2 separate regions of the Mus musculus genome follow, and region 2 is linked to region 1. A link is a contact called in public HiChIP or PLAC-seq data. All regions are on one chromosome and are shown on one strand. Each heading gives the region's core, a stretch centred on a gene start, on an enhancer-like site or on the middle of the called end of the contact. The rest is flanking DNA. Distances are from core to core; before and after follow the strand shown. Region 1 overlaps Mrpl14 (mitochondrial ribosomal protein L14). Region 2 has its middle 22 kb from the start of Vegfa.

Region 1 (6,710 bases), core at 2,537-5,036:
TCCTCTGTTGTGGACAGTGATGTCCACTGTCTCATGTAGTCGCCCAAATGTATTTTCCCACTGTTTATATTACTTGGTTCTATGGGAGCTTGGGAAGGCCTCAAGAAGTCTGTATTTTTAGGTTTGTCTGTTCATGTGAGACCCAAGGTCCTTCTGCTTCTGCCTCCAAAGTGCTGGGATTAAATGTGTGCACCACCCCACCCTACTTCAGTTTATCTGGTATAATTTTATAGGTATGCTGACAATTATAGTCAGTGTTCAAGAAAGGACTGTGATTCAGGGCTCACAGTGTTGTTCTGGGTCACAAAATGTGCGGGCCCAGAGGAGGTGTCAGTCGGGAAATAGGGAAGGAGTTCCCCATCAAAACACTCTTTAAAATGGTGTATGTCCTCAGAAGGTCAGGAAACACTTTCCTGTGTCTCTTCTAAGCTGAGAGAAGACTTGGAGGATTGTGTGATTTTCTAGGGAGGAGGGCGAGCCTTGCGATGGAGGAGTGAGACCACTCTTCCTGCCTGAGCACGGGAAACCAGCTGTTTTACTCTGCAAACCAGAGGATTCCCCGACCGACCCGAGTGGTCTCTCCCCTAAACGAAGCTAAAGCACTTTGGTAACAAAGTGGCTTTACTCTTCCCGATGACCCCTGTTTGTCCACGATTCGCTGAGACCTGGAGAAGTGATTTAAAGGTCACAGACTTCTCATAGAGGAGAGGCTGGCCCTGAGCGATGAGTCCTGCCAGTAGCATTTCCTCTTCGGTTCTGACCTTGCTGTCCTGCATTCCTCAGCCTACCTGACATCTTATTCCTGGATCCTTGCCACTGCCGTCGTTAAGTTAAACATAAGATAAAAACAACTGTACACCAAGTTGAGAAAAGTTCAGTGGCAGCTGAGGTAGAAACTGATCTTCATGTTGGTAAAGGGAGCTCACCTCAGGCAGGTGAGGCAAATCGGCCTCTGCTTTGCCTTGGGCTGTGCTGGGTGTGGTATTATTATTATTATTATTATTATTATTGACGGGGTCTTACTATGTAAGCCTGGCTAGCCTGGAATTCGATATGTAGATCAGGCCGGTCTTGAACTCACATAGAGCCACTTGCCTCTGCCTCCCAAATGCTGTTATTATAGAATGACCCACCACACCAGCCTTGGTTGGTTTGCTGTTTGTTTTCTTTCTTTCTTTCTTTCTTTCTTTCTTTCTTTCTTTCTTTCTTTCTTTCTTCCTTCCTTCCTTCCTTCCTTTCTTTCTTTCTTTCTTTCTTTCTTTCTTTCTTTCTTTCTTTCTTTCTTTCTTTCTTTTTATCGAGACAGGGTTTCTCTGTATAGCCCTGGCTGTCCTGGAACTCACTTTGTAGACCAGGCTGGCCTTGAACTCAGAAATCTGCCTGCCTCTGCCTCCCAAGTGCTGGGATTAAAGGCGTGCGCCACCACACCGGGCCTTGCTGTTTGTTTTCTTTACTTTTTGACAGTCCCAGGCTGCTTTGAACTTGTACTTGGTTTTGGTGGAGTTTTTAGTGGGTAGAACTGCCTTTGAACCATAGCCCTGCCCTACAGAGTATACTGGAGTAGGAGCAAGTTTGACTCGGTTGCCTTATAGCCTTGGTGGAGTGACAAGCAGTAGTACCATTTCGGATTTCATTTCTACACCTGCAAAATGATGCAAGTCCTGGCTGGGCCAGCCTCCTTCAGGCAAGTGCCTGGTCTTTGTTTTTCTGTTTCCAATGGCTCCAAAGGAATGAAATCATCAAAGACAGTGCTCTGGCGAGGATACTTTGAGAATTGCAACATGTTGTGTGAGATTAAACTATATACACAAAATAAACTGAAAGAGAATGAGGGAGGGGGGAACAATAACAAGTGTTTAAGCAACCAATAGGCGTATTTGTTGGGTCAAAATGAAGGGAAGGGTTCATGTGGGAGGATGGTGGTCTTCAAAGTGGCCAGGCCTTTGCTTTTTGCTGTTAATTTGATGTATTTGTTTGATTTTGGAGACAGAGTCTCACTCTGTAAGATGAAGCTGGTTTAGAATTCCCAGGCTAAAGGTGACTCTCCTCTGCATCCTTGCTCCAGAGTGCGGGCGTAGACGGTGTGTGCCCAGCCGACCTGGCTTGGAAACAATGTATAGGTCTTTGATGCTCCTTGTACTGCTGAATTGTGTAGCGAGACACTTTGCTGGTTACTTTGTAACTGAAATTCAAAACCCGAGTGATACCTGCAAAAGATGGCTCAGCTAGGCAGCAACAGTCTTAGCAACATTCTTACACACAAGTGTGAGAACCTGAGTCTGCTCCCCAGAACCAGTAAAGGTGGAAGGAGAGCTCTGACTCCACAGTTGCCCTCTACATGACGTACACACAATAATAAATAAATAAATATCCTCAGGTAACGGTGCTCTCCCCCCGCCCCCTCCCAAAGCATAGCAAGCATAGGTGCTTCCTTGATTGTTCTTCTAGCCGTAGGTATGAAAAGTAGCAAAAATCCACTGGACCTAACAAAAAAGAACCCTCTAAAGTAGTGGTTCTCAACTTTCCTAATGCTGTGACCCTCATATTGTGGTGATCCCCCCCAACCATAAAATTATTTTTATTGCTACTTCATAACTGTAGTTTTGCTACTGTTATGAATTGTAATGTAAATATCTGTGTCTTCTCATGGTCTTAGGCAACCCTATGAAAAAAATTGTTTGGCCCCAGAGAGGTCATGACCCATAGGTTGAAAACTACTTCTCTAAGACATCAGAGATGTCTTAGAGATGCATGAAAATGTCAAGCCAGGCATGGTGGTTCACGCCTTTAATACCAACACTCAGGAGACAGAAGCAGGGGGATCTCTGAGTTCGAGGCCAGCCTTGTCTACAGAGCAGGTTCCTGGACAGTCAAGGCTACACAGAGAAACCCTGTCTTGAAAAAAAACAAACGAGAGAGAAAGAAGTCAAGACAAACACACATGGACACTCTGGGCTCTGTTTGACAGTCCCTTAGCTGTAGCCATGTGTCAATAGCTGCTCTCTACCCTAGAGCACTAACAAAGCAGGGCAGGTAGTGGTCTCTGCCCCATGGAGCGTGCATCCCAGTGGGATAGGTATGGATGAGCCTAGTGCACACCTCGCACTGTGAAATCCCTGTGTTTCTGCTGCATAATGGAATTTAACCAAGATGGGAAAGGGGCATGCTTCTCATGGATGAGGTCATCTCTACCCTGCCCTTTGAGTCACACTCTGAAATGGGAAGAGAATACTCCGAGTTGACCAGGAAGTCACAGGAAAGGCCACCTCCGCACTGGAATCTTCCCAGTAACCTGGCTCTGTCTAAATGACTGTCATAGAAGAAATAGTGAGGACCATCTGGGCAAACAAGGCTTAGAGAGACAGCATTCTGTGTGCCAGAGTATTCCAAGCCTCAGAGCCTGTCTACAGGATGAACTCTTGCTAGCAGAGAACACAAAGGCCTGTTAAGAGTTTCTCTGACGTCCCTTGCTGTCCCATAGCACACCCCTCCCCATCCGAAGCGGTTATTTAGTGATGGGAAGTGTTCACACTACACTGGGTCATACTTCCAGGGCCTTACAGACAAAGCACTAGCACCATCTTGGCTCCAGGGGACCCTTAGAGGGGTTGGTTCCCTATGAAGTCCCTGTGTCTCATCAGTGTGTGTGGGGGCACCTAACTTATTTACTGCTCTCCTACTGTTTTTTCGGGACCTGAGCTATTTTCCCAGTGTGGGAGAAGCAGGAGAGTGTCTGCGACTGTGCCTTCAGGTCACAGCAGTGCATACTGTTGTCTCTTCACTGCTAAGTCTGCTGCGGTTGAGGTCAGAGGTCACACTCAGTACCAGATACCTTAGAAACTGAAAGTGATCATGGACTTTTTTCCTTAGAAACTTGAAGCTGAGCAGTGGTGACACACACCTTTAATCCCAGTGCTCGGAGGCAGAGACAGGCCGGCCTGATCTCTGTGAGTTCTAGGATAGCCAGGGCTACATAGAGAAACCCTGTCACACACAAAAAGTTGAAGACTTCTCTGTAGGAATGGCCCCTGTGCTCAAGAGTGGGCACAAAGTTCTGCCTTTCTAGTACCTTGGCCATTTGAGGTGTCCTACGTTTCTGAATTTGGGGTAGTAAGTTGCAAGGAGTCTAAGAGCCCAGTGCAGAGGTGAAGTTCCTGTGACCCCAGGATCAATAATGTGGCCTACGTTCGATTCATCTTGAATTGCCAGGGAGTCGCTTTCGTCTGGGAGTGGGCCTGAGGGCTTGCTGGCATTGGAGGGCACCGCTTGGTTGGGGTTTGAGGCACAACCTGGCTGCCCATCAGAGATGTGGTGGGTTGTACCCTCTTTTAGTTCTACATAGAGCATGAGTCCTTTTGCTCCCTGTACCACAGATTATCTTTAGATCCTAGATGGGGGCTGGGAAGTCGCTGAGTGCTCTCCAGACACAGTCAAGGTACTGGGTGGATTCCCAGCACAGTACACAGCTGAGCCTTAGGTCAGACTGAAAGGGGGCCTCCTCACCTGGTATTTCAAGCCCTTCAGCAGGCAGTGAGGCGCCTATGATCCAAGTGAACTTGTAATGTCAGTGTTGTTTTGGTTTTTGAGGTCTATCTGTGGTCTCTTGGCTGTCCTGGAACTTGATATGTACACCAGGCCGGCCTCAAACTCTGCCTGGGCTTCCTGAGTACTGGGGTCGTGTGCCACACCTGGAAAATGTCAGTGTTCTTGATGGAACTAGAGTTTGTTAAGAGTTGTAGAGAAATAATATTTACGGCTGCCATGTTTACTTTCGCTTGAGTAAGTGTGGCGACGGTTCAGGAAGCCGGTTACTGTGGTTCAAATTGTCACCCACCCCTGTGTCACCTTGGTCAACTTATCCTCTGGTGGCTGTGGGGGGGGGGGAGAGGTCAGTAATGGTATGCACTGCACAGTAGTGTTTGTGAGTTAAATGAGATGCCAGTGCACAGCATTTAGCCTAGTATGTGGCGTGATATAACTGCCTCAGCAAAGGTTCAAAAAGCAGAGAGACCCGACAATTCAAAGCCTGGGGGTGCAGAGGTCCTAAGGCTCATTGTGGGGCTCTATGGAGATCACTAAAAGTCTCTGTACCTCAGTTTCCTCTTCTATGAAATGAGAAGGGAAGAAGAGAGCTGATAGGTATGCAGTGGGTGAGCAGCCTGGGCTGCGTCCTCTGCGTCGCTCATGCCTGCGATCACAGCTAGAGGACTTGCACAGGTCCTTAGTCAAGCTGGGCTCATCTGTCCAGCGCTCCGATTGCCCGGGTTGGCTGCTGTATTCGTCGGGTTGTTTTCTGATTGTAGAGTAGCACAGCACTTCACGGGTGTTCCGAGGAGAACACTGAGGTGCTGGGATGTGCGGAGGCACCAAGTGACTGGCGTTTGTGGAATGTTCCCATATGGAAGTGAGTGGTGAATTCTCCCGCCACCTTTATTAAATAGTCTTATCTGTGGCGCCTTGAAGCCTCACTAAGCAAAGCTGTGTGCAAATACTCCAGTGCACAGACATGGCTCTGCAGGGCTCTCCAGTGGTGCCCACTGCAGCTAGGCGCCTGGATGGAAGAGCTGGCCTGCTGGCAGCTGGGATCCCCGCCTGGGTGGTATCCCTCACCATGCTTCATGCCCTGCAGGACCTTTCAGCGCGTGCGTGTGTGTGTGTGTGTGTGTGTGTGTGTGTGTGTATAGTGTAAGCTTGTGCTAGAAAGCAACAGAGCCAAGTTCCTTGAGCTGGACTCCTGACTCGTAGATGCTATAGCTGTCTTTCCTGTCTGTGGATGTTTTTCCATGCTGTGGGGGAGACTCACCCAAATATAGACTTTGGTCAGTGCCTTGGCAAGGGTGGCTTTGGCCCTACTTTGCCGACCTTGGGCTCTACAGGTGTCCTGGCATTCGTATTTGGGGGAAGGGTGATACGTGACAGGCAGCTTAGGAAGCAGCTCAGATCGGCAACATTTTCACCCCACTTCAGCACTAGGGGCTGAACCCAGGGTGTGTGCTAGCACCCTACCACTGAGCTATATTCCCAACCCTTTAAGAAATGATTTTTGTTTTATGCACACTAGTGTTTACCTACATATGTACCTGGTGCCAAGGAGGCCAGAAGGTCCTCTGCAAGGACAGCTAGTGCCCTTACCACTGAGCCATCTCTCCAGCTCCATGTTCTGTTTTGTCTTTACTAATTTCTTTGAGTCAGGGTCTCATGTAGCCCAGGCTGGCCTGGAACTCACCGGGTCTTGAGCTCTTCACTCTCCAGCTTCGGCCTTTTACAAGCTAGGATTCCGGGTATGGGCCACCATCGCTGGTTTAATAGTTTTTTTTTTTTTTTTTTTTTTTTTGAGACAGGGTTTCTCTGTGTAGCCCTGGCTGTCCTGAAACTCACTCTGTAGACCAGGCTGGCCTCAAACTCAGAGATTCGCCTGCCTCTGGCTCCCTGGTGCTAGGATTAAAGGCCTGCACCACCACCGCCCCGGCGGTTTAATAGTTTTTAATACATGAGCTCACTCTCTAGTCCGGCCAGGTGTGGAATGTGGATCCTCCAACTCAGAATAGTTGGGATTACAGACCTGTGCCTCCAGGCTTGGCTAATCTGCTTTCTTCCTGGGTGCTGAACTGGTACACTTTCAGAAGGCGCCGGGGTCAAGAAGGGAAATGGCATTCAATTTTGTGGCCCTCTCGGGAAGTTGTGGCTAACTTGGTTATGCTGATGGCCCC
Region 2 (6,710 bases), core at 1,472-3,971, 360 kb after region 1:
GATTACCTGTCATGTAATCACTGTTCTTTAGACTTTTCTGAAGGTGTTTACTGTTAAAAACAGGGTTTTCTAGCTTCAGATCATCAGGAATCTTGAAACTGTTGCTGGGGTGTATACCTATAACCCCAGCTCTCTGCAGGTGGGAGCCGGAGGGTCAGGAGTTCAAGGCTGATTAGCCTTGGCTAAGTGTCTCCAAAAGAAAAGAGGGTTGGGAAGGTTGCTCAATCCATAAAGTGCTTACCACGAATGCATAAGGACCTGTGTCCAATTCACAGAACCCATGGAAAAGCTGGTTGCCCTGACACGTGACTGTGATGCCAGCCCCGAGGATTCGGACAGAGAGAGGAAGATTCTGAGAGCTAACCGGCCAGGTCCGTCTATCCGAGACAGGGAACTCCAGATCCCGCGAGTGATCCTAGCAGATCCCATGGTGTGACCCTAGCTCAGAGCTAAGGTGAAAAGCAATCGGCACAGTCCTCAGATCTCCGCATTCATGGGTGTGTACACAGAAGAAGAGGGGGGATTTCAACCTGAACACAGCCAATGGTTGCCTATCTGTCATACACACACGCATATACACACTCACGGTCTCGTGAGTATTCAGTCCTGGCAAGTCTTCTGTACATCCATTTTTTACATAAATTAGACTCATTTTTGCATCAGAGGATAAATGAAGCAGGTATCTGCCTGGCAGCTATGTCAAGAGGGGAAAGTTTGAAGACTTGCCTAACGAGGGTGTCATCAGCTCTCCCTGCCTGTGGACAAGGGTTACTCTGGAGCATAGTCTGACACGTGTGTGTGCCCGCTCACTACTCGCCAGGGCTGCTGGCAAGCCTGAGTCAGGGCTGAGTTTATGTAAGTCAGTCTTACGTAAGCCTATACCTATCAAGTCTTGGAAGGTATGCTGTGCAATAAATAGTTGAGATTATGACTCTGAGCTTAATGTGGGGGTACCTGATATGACAAGACTGCTCTTAAAAATAATTTACCCATTCTCAAACTTCAGCTCACGCAGAGTGCCTGTGTGTGCCCAGCCCTGTGGAGAAGCTGTCAGGCAACTAAGAGATGTTATAAGCTGTCCCTGCCTTAATGAAGCCTGGAACAGAGTCCCAGAAAAGTGCGGGGACTCTTGCCTTTCTAAACCCCTTCTTCCCCAAACATGGCCATCCCCCCTGGCAAAATGAAAGATCCTCTCACTGTCCCCAGCACTCTCACAAAGGAGCAATCCTCTTCTTTGACAGATGCCCCTTCCCTTGTTACTGATGTTCGGTTTTGACCATGTCTAACGTGTCTAACAACTCCTTTGTGTCCCCCTCTACCATTCACTCCCCTGCCTCCCCAGTATCTTTGGAGAGCCTTCAGTGCTTCCAAAATGCTGTCTGTGCCCCAGCTCTCCTCCCCCAAACAACCCGGGGGGGGGGCACGGCTGGGGTGGGGGAGGGGTTGGGGAGTGGTATTGCCATCTGCATCTTCTCAGAAGTCAGCCTCCCCCACTTCCCATCTGAGTTGGGAGGGGGAAACTGCTGAGTCAGGATATTCCTGACACTCCCTCCCCTCCCCCAGGCAGGACCAAATGTCACACACCCTGCCTGAGTGACCAGCCTCACCACAGTGTCTAGTCTCAGCTCAGAGGCTGCTTTCCCCACACAGACCCCCCTCATATCCAAGAGGATGCTCAAGGAGGCGGGGCATGGGGGCCTGGCCTTCAAGACCTTGCTTGGACTCCTAGTGAGGTATCACACTACTTCCTGCCATTCCAATCTCCCTCCCTCATCCCTAGTTCCCTCTCCCCCAACCACCTCACTCAGAAAACCTGGTGTCACTGACCAGGAGAGAACTAGAAAGCTGGGGCAATCAGGACCAAACCCTGACTGAGAATCTACACATACACCTGTGTGGGGTACACCTCTGTAGTGCAATGTTTGGGGTACCTCCACTGTGCAGAGGGAAGCCTCAAGAAAGATGTGCAATCCCAAAGCAGCCTATTCTGACAAGAGAGCCTTCCCTCTCTTCAAGGTGCTCCTCATCTGCTGGGGGACACCACCTAGAAAGGGGAGGAGGCTGCTCTCTCACTGAGGGGGACACATAAAGCAGCTAGAACTCACCGTCTACAACAAAGCCCCTAGTGGTCCTGAAAGGGTGGACAAAGGCAGTGGATGGGAGTGTCTGAACTAGGTAAGGGAAGCCGTCCCAAAGCAGGGCTGATGGTCGGAGGCATGGGGCTATTCTGAAGGCCCAAGGCTGAGCAAAGAAGACAAGACCTGTGGACAGGCCAAGGTCAAAACCCCAAGGCAAGGCCTGCCTAGAGAATGGATAAGCCATGAACAGGGAGGAGAGGGTCCTGTTTCTTCCTGGTGACCATGTTGCTGTCCAAAGTGACAGCAGCCACAGAAGGCCTGTGCTGCTCAGTCCAAAGACCTCCTCCTCAACCAGCAGTGTGAGGCCTTGAGTAACCTGTGTGACTGAACAGGGTCTGTGATCAGCAGGCTCCCAAACTTGACCTAATGCCATCCATCAAGAGACCAACATTCTCATCTGCACTGGGACACCGACCCCAGAGCCTTTTCTATCTGTAGCTCTGTGGTCTGTTTCTCTCTAGAGAAGAAAGTTAAGAGTGAAGGAAAGAAACGGGAGAGCAAGAAGACAGCCTGACTCCCCACCCCCAGGTCACAGGGCGGTGACTGCCCGGAGCTCTGACTCCCTGCACACCCAGGTCCAGGGCCTGACCCTTGGCAGCCCACTCAGCCCACAAATGGCCTCCTCCCTTGGAGAGCCCAGCAGGGTGGTTTCACAACTGTGTGTGTTTGATGGAGCCTGTTCTTGGAAAGCCAGGGACGGGACAATTCAGTTCTGGGTGTTGGAGAGCCCTGGGCCCCTGGGGTCTGCAGTTGAACAATAAACAGGCATAAGTCTGCCTGGTATGTGCGTGGAGGGGCACAAGGTTAGCCAGTGTTGTAAGTCTGGGGTTGGAGGAGCAAGGCCCTCACTATGAGTTTACCACACAGCACAAGTCCTTCAGGGGGTATCACAGTCTGTTCCCGCTAGAGAGGCTGCAGCTGAAGCAAAAGGAAGATGCTAAGGACATTTAGCACAGCCAACTGAAAGAGCCCTTAGGGCAGGGCCACTCCATGGTCCATCACAGCATCTGGCTCCTCAATAGCATGTAGTACAGGTTAGGAACTACAGACCTGACACAGTATCCTTAGAGACAAGTGAGTTATCCTTCCAAAGCTAGGGTCTGACCAGGGAAGTATGGATCACAGGCAAGAGAGAAGCCCAGGCCAGACCTGGTGACACAGGCCTGTCAACTCAGGTACTCAGGAGGCTAAGGCAGGAAGATCAAAAGTTCAAGGCTTGCCTGAGCTATAGAGCAAATTCAAGGTCAGTCTAGATGACTTAGACCCTATCTCAAAATAAAAAGCATATTTTTAAAAAGGGGGCTGAGGTTGTAACTCCGTGGTAGAGCATTTGTCTAGCATAAGTAAGGCCCAATATGTAATCCCTAGTATATGAGAGGAGAGAGAGAGAGAGAGAGAGAGAGAGAGAGAGAGAGAGAGAGAGAGAATGTTATATCCTATGTACTCTGGATAATGAGGCATAAATTCTAGGCCTTTTTTTTTTTTTTGTTCCCTGCTGGTGTAGGTAAGAAAGATCTAAGGGCAGGGCTACCCCAGTGGCCCACCATAGAGCCTGGCTCTCCAATAGTGTGTCGGGATGATCAGCAAAGGAGAGGGGTCTAAGCAACGAGCAAGGAGGGACGGCCACCTACTGTTCAAGCTGATCCACAGAAAAAAGGCCCTGTCTCTCAGCCAGGACCAATGTCTCTCTGACATTCCATCTCGAACAGCCAAGCCTGGGTGCTCTTCACAGGAAAGGCCAGCCTGACCTGGGGCACTGAAGGCGGGGACTCAGAGGCAGTGATTTGACAGGTGTAGGTGAACGCTGGTTAATTAACTAGCAACTGAGGCCAAAACCTGCCTTTCTACACACCCCCTCCTAGCATCTCCAAAGGTCCACAGGTTTTACGTACATTTTGGAGTTTCCAAGCTGTCTCCCGTCCTTGCCTGACCCCTCTACCTCCAACCCTTCAAGTTCTCAAAGATCTCAGAACGATGCAAGACTCAACTCACAACTGGCTCAGTCTCTGTGTGCTCTCTCTTGCTGTGCATGGACACCTTGACCAAAAGCAATCTGAGGAGGAAAACCCATTTCCGCTTCCAGGGAGGCCAGGAGCGGAGGCTGGAGGCTGAAGCAGAAACCATAGAGGAAACACACGACAGTGTCAGCCAGGTGTGGTGGAGCACACTGTTAAGCCCAGCACTGGGGAAGCAGAGGCAGGCAGGTCTCTTGAGTTCGAGGCCAGCCTGATCTACAGATTGAGTTCCTGGACAGGACTATGTATATATGAAGAGACCCTGCCTCTAACAAACAATAAAAAGTAAAACAGGTAAGACAGCCTCTCTCTCTCTCTCTCTCTCTCTCTCTCTCACACACACACACACACACACACACACACACAAGCACAGCCGATCCAATGGAAGTAATTCTTCACCTGAAATTTCCTCTTCCTATGCTATTCCGGTTTGTGTCAGGTTGATGATTTAAAAAAAAAAAACAAAAAACAAAAAACATGCCGGGCATGGTGGCATGGTGGCGCATGCCTTTAATCCAAGCACTTGGGAGGCAGAGGCAGGCAGATTTCTAAGTTCGAGGCCAGCCTGGTCTACAAAGTGAGTTCCAGGACAGCCAGGGCAACACAGAGAAACCCTGTCTCAAAAACAAAACAACAACAACAAAAACAAAACAAGTAACACACCAACAGACTTTCATGTGCATATGAAATCTATGTACCAAAAACTGTGGTAGCCATGAATCCATACGCGAAGGGGAGGCTCAGCAATTAAGAGCACGTGCTGCTCTTCCCGAGGGCCAGAGCTTGGTTCCCATTCCCTATGTCAGGCAGTGCGACAGCTCCAGTCTTCAAGAGCACTCACATGCATGTATGCATATGCGGACACAAACACAGATGTATATGCGTAAATAATTTTGCTTAAGAGTTGACATTCAATGAACCAAGTTCCTCATGTACCAGGAACCGCATTGCTGGCTCTGCACGTCTAATAACGTCAAGTGTTCTAAGTAAACAGCATTGGCTGCAGGGAGGGAGGAATGTGTACAAGAGAGACGCTGATGAAAATGTTTTTAACTTTAGTTCGATTCTCTGACACACATTTTTCACATTCTCCCACATCTCTGAAATCAGGATGTCCCTTGCAACCAGTAACAAGAAGGCACTGTGTCATAGTTTAGTTAGGCAGCCTGCATCTGGTTTGGATAAAATATACCATCTAGGCAAACTAACTATGCTTTTTCAACTGACAGTGGGTGACACATGGAACCTGTATTGTGGATTTCAAGTTTGTGGGGGCACCGGGGTGTAGAGCATGTGTCATCCATCAATCTGAGAGTTTTCTGGGGAAGAGGCCCTTTCCTCCCCAGAGCTCTGCCACAGCCCAAGCCTAGCACAGCCAGCCCCAAACCCGGGCTGATGGAAGCAAAGGAAACTGTGAGCCTCCACTGAAGCCCTTCTCGTTAGAGAAGGAAGAACCCAGGGAGAAGCCATTCCCTGCAGCCCCCAGGGGGAATAGAGGTGAAAGGGAAGGGGAGGATTGCCCCACTCCTCTCCAGGAACCTCAGGCCAATGGAAACATGCTGGCTGGCTTCAGTCACTCGGCGACCAGCCATCCGGGCTAACTAGGAGCCAATTGTAAACCCAGCACAAATGCCGGCCTAGCCTCTTCCAACTTAGGCTGTGTTTACCTGCCAAAACATGCCCCCATTGGCCTTGCCCTCTGCCCTCCGGCTGGCCCAGGCAGGGCAAAGGCTTAAAATGCCAGCCCCAGTGTAAAGCTAAGGAAGCCGATCTCTGAAGCCCTATGTGACCCACCCCGGGCTGAGCAGTTCCCTGAACCTGCCCTCTGGGCCCCACCAGGAGGCAGGGGATCTCCAGGGGCAAGGGGGTAAGAGGAAGGGAGAAGTGGCTTGTGCCAGGGACTCTCCTACTTGGTCAGAGATTGCCACCACCTCCTTCTCTTTGCCCTCTTTTCCCAGGACTCATTCATCCAGTTAAAGGCCTGTCTTCTACTTCCTATACATTTGTCCTGGAATCTGAGGGGCTCATAAACGTTCGCCGACCACTACAACAGATGCCTAAACTCAGAGAGATAATGCCTTGTCCCTCCTAGCCTGACCTGGGGGTGGGGCCTCTTTATTTAGGGGATGCGAGTCCTTCCTTATCCTTTAGGATTAGTGTCTTCCTTAACAAGGTCCAAGACTAGGGTTCAAGGACTAGGAAAGGAAGCTTTCTTTAGACCTGGGTAGGGAGATGCACTTCAGCCCATGCTGCCTTGGTCCTTCCTGCCCACTCCCTGCCTTGGGAGGTTAACTACTAGACCCTGCTAGGGTGCAAATGGGAGCCTAAAAGAACAGTTTGCCACCCCCCTCCAACACACACACACACACACACACACACACACATACTGTGGCCTCCAGGGCTATGAAACCATGCTCTTCCAGAGCCGCACAGAATCCCCACTCAGCCTTCAGCCCTGGAGCCTGGCCCTGCAGCCTGTCTAACACCAGAGGCCTACAGGTGGATTTCTCGGCTATTTTCCTTCCTCACCTGCCCAGGGATGCAGAAGTGGGCCAAG

The links. HiChIP or PLAC-seq counts read pairs in DNA pulled down with a chosen protein or histone mark.
Region 2: a contact with region 1 is called in an H3K27ac HiChIP or PLAC-seq map of hepatocytes, with 4 times the contacts expected there. The contact joins two enhancer-like sites. A contact is called at or near these places in 3 of 39 promoter capture datasets (cranial neural crest, hippocampal neurons and neural stem cells), 2 of 484 Hi-C or Micro-C datasets (bone marrow-derived macrophages and liver), 18 of 115 datasets of contacts at active chromatin or transcription factors (bone marrow-derived macrophages, cardiomyocytes, embryonic basal ganglia and 11 more) and 4 of 9 other capture datasets (adipose tissue, embryonic stem cells, liver and 1 more).

The regions. Positions count from the first base shown.
Region 1 is chr17:45,688,540-45,695,249 of GRCm38.p6, forward strand. The region is part of intron 1 of Mrpl14 (mitochondrial ribosomal protein L14); the gene reads left to right. Among named protein-coding and RNA genes, the nearest start is that of Mrpl14, 5.5 kb to the left of the region's middle. Within about 2 kb of position 3,787, at least 34 of the 459 cell types and tissues checked have an H3K27ac peak or open chromatin away from gene starts, as enhancers often do. A contact at or near this core is called in hepatocytes and liver, where this site is marked.
Region 2 is chr17:46,050,745-46,057,454 of GRCm38.p6, forward strand. No RefSeq gene overlaps it. Among named protein-coding and RNA genes, the nearest start is that of Vegfa, 22 kb to the left of the region's middle. Within about 2 kb of position 2,722, at least 9 of the 459 cell types and tissues checked have an H3K27ac peak or open chromatin away from gene starts, as enhancers often do. A contact at or near this core is called in hepatocytes and liver, where this site is marked.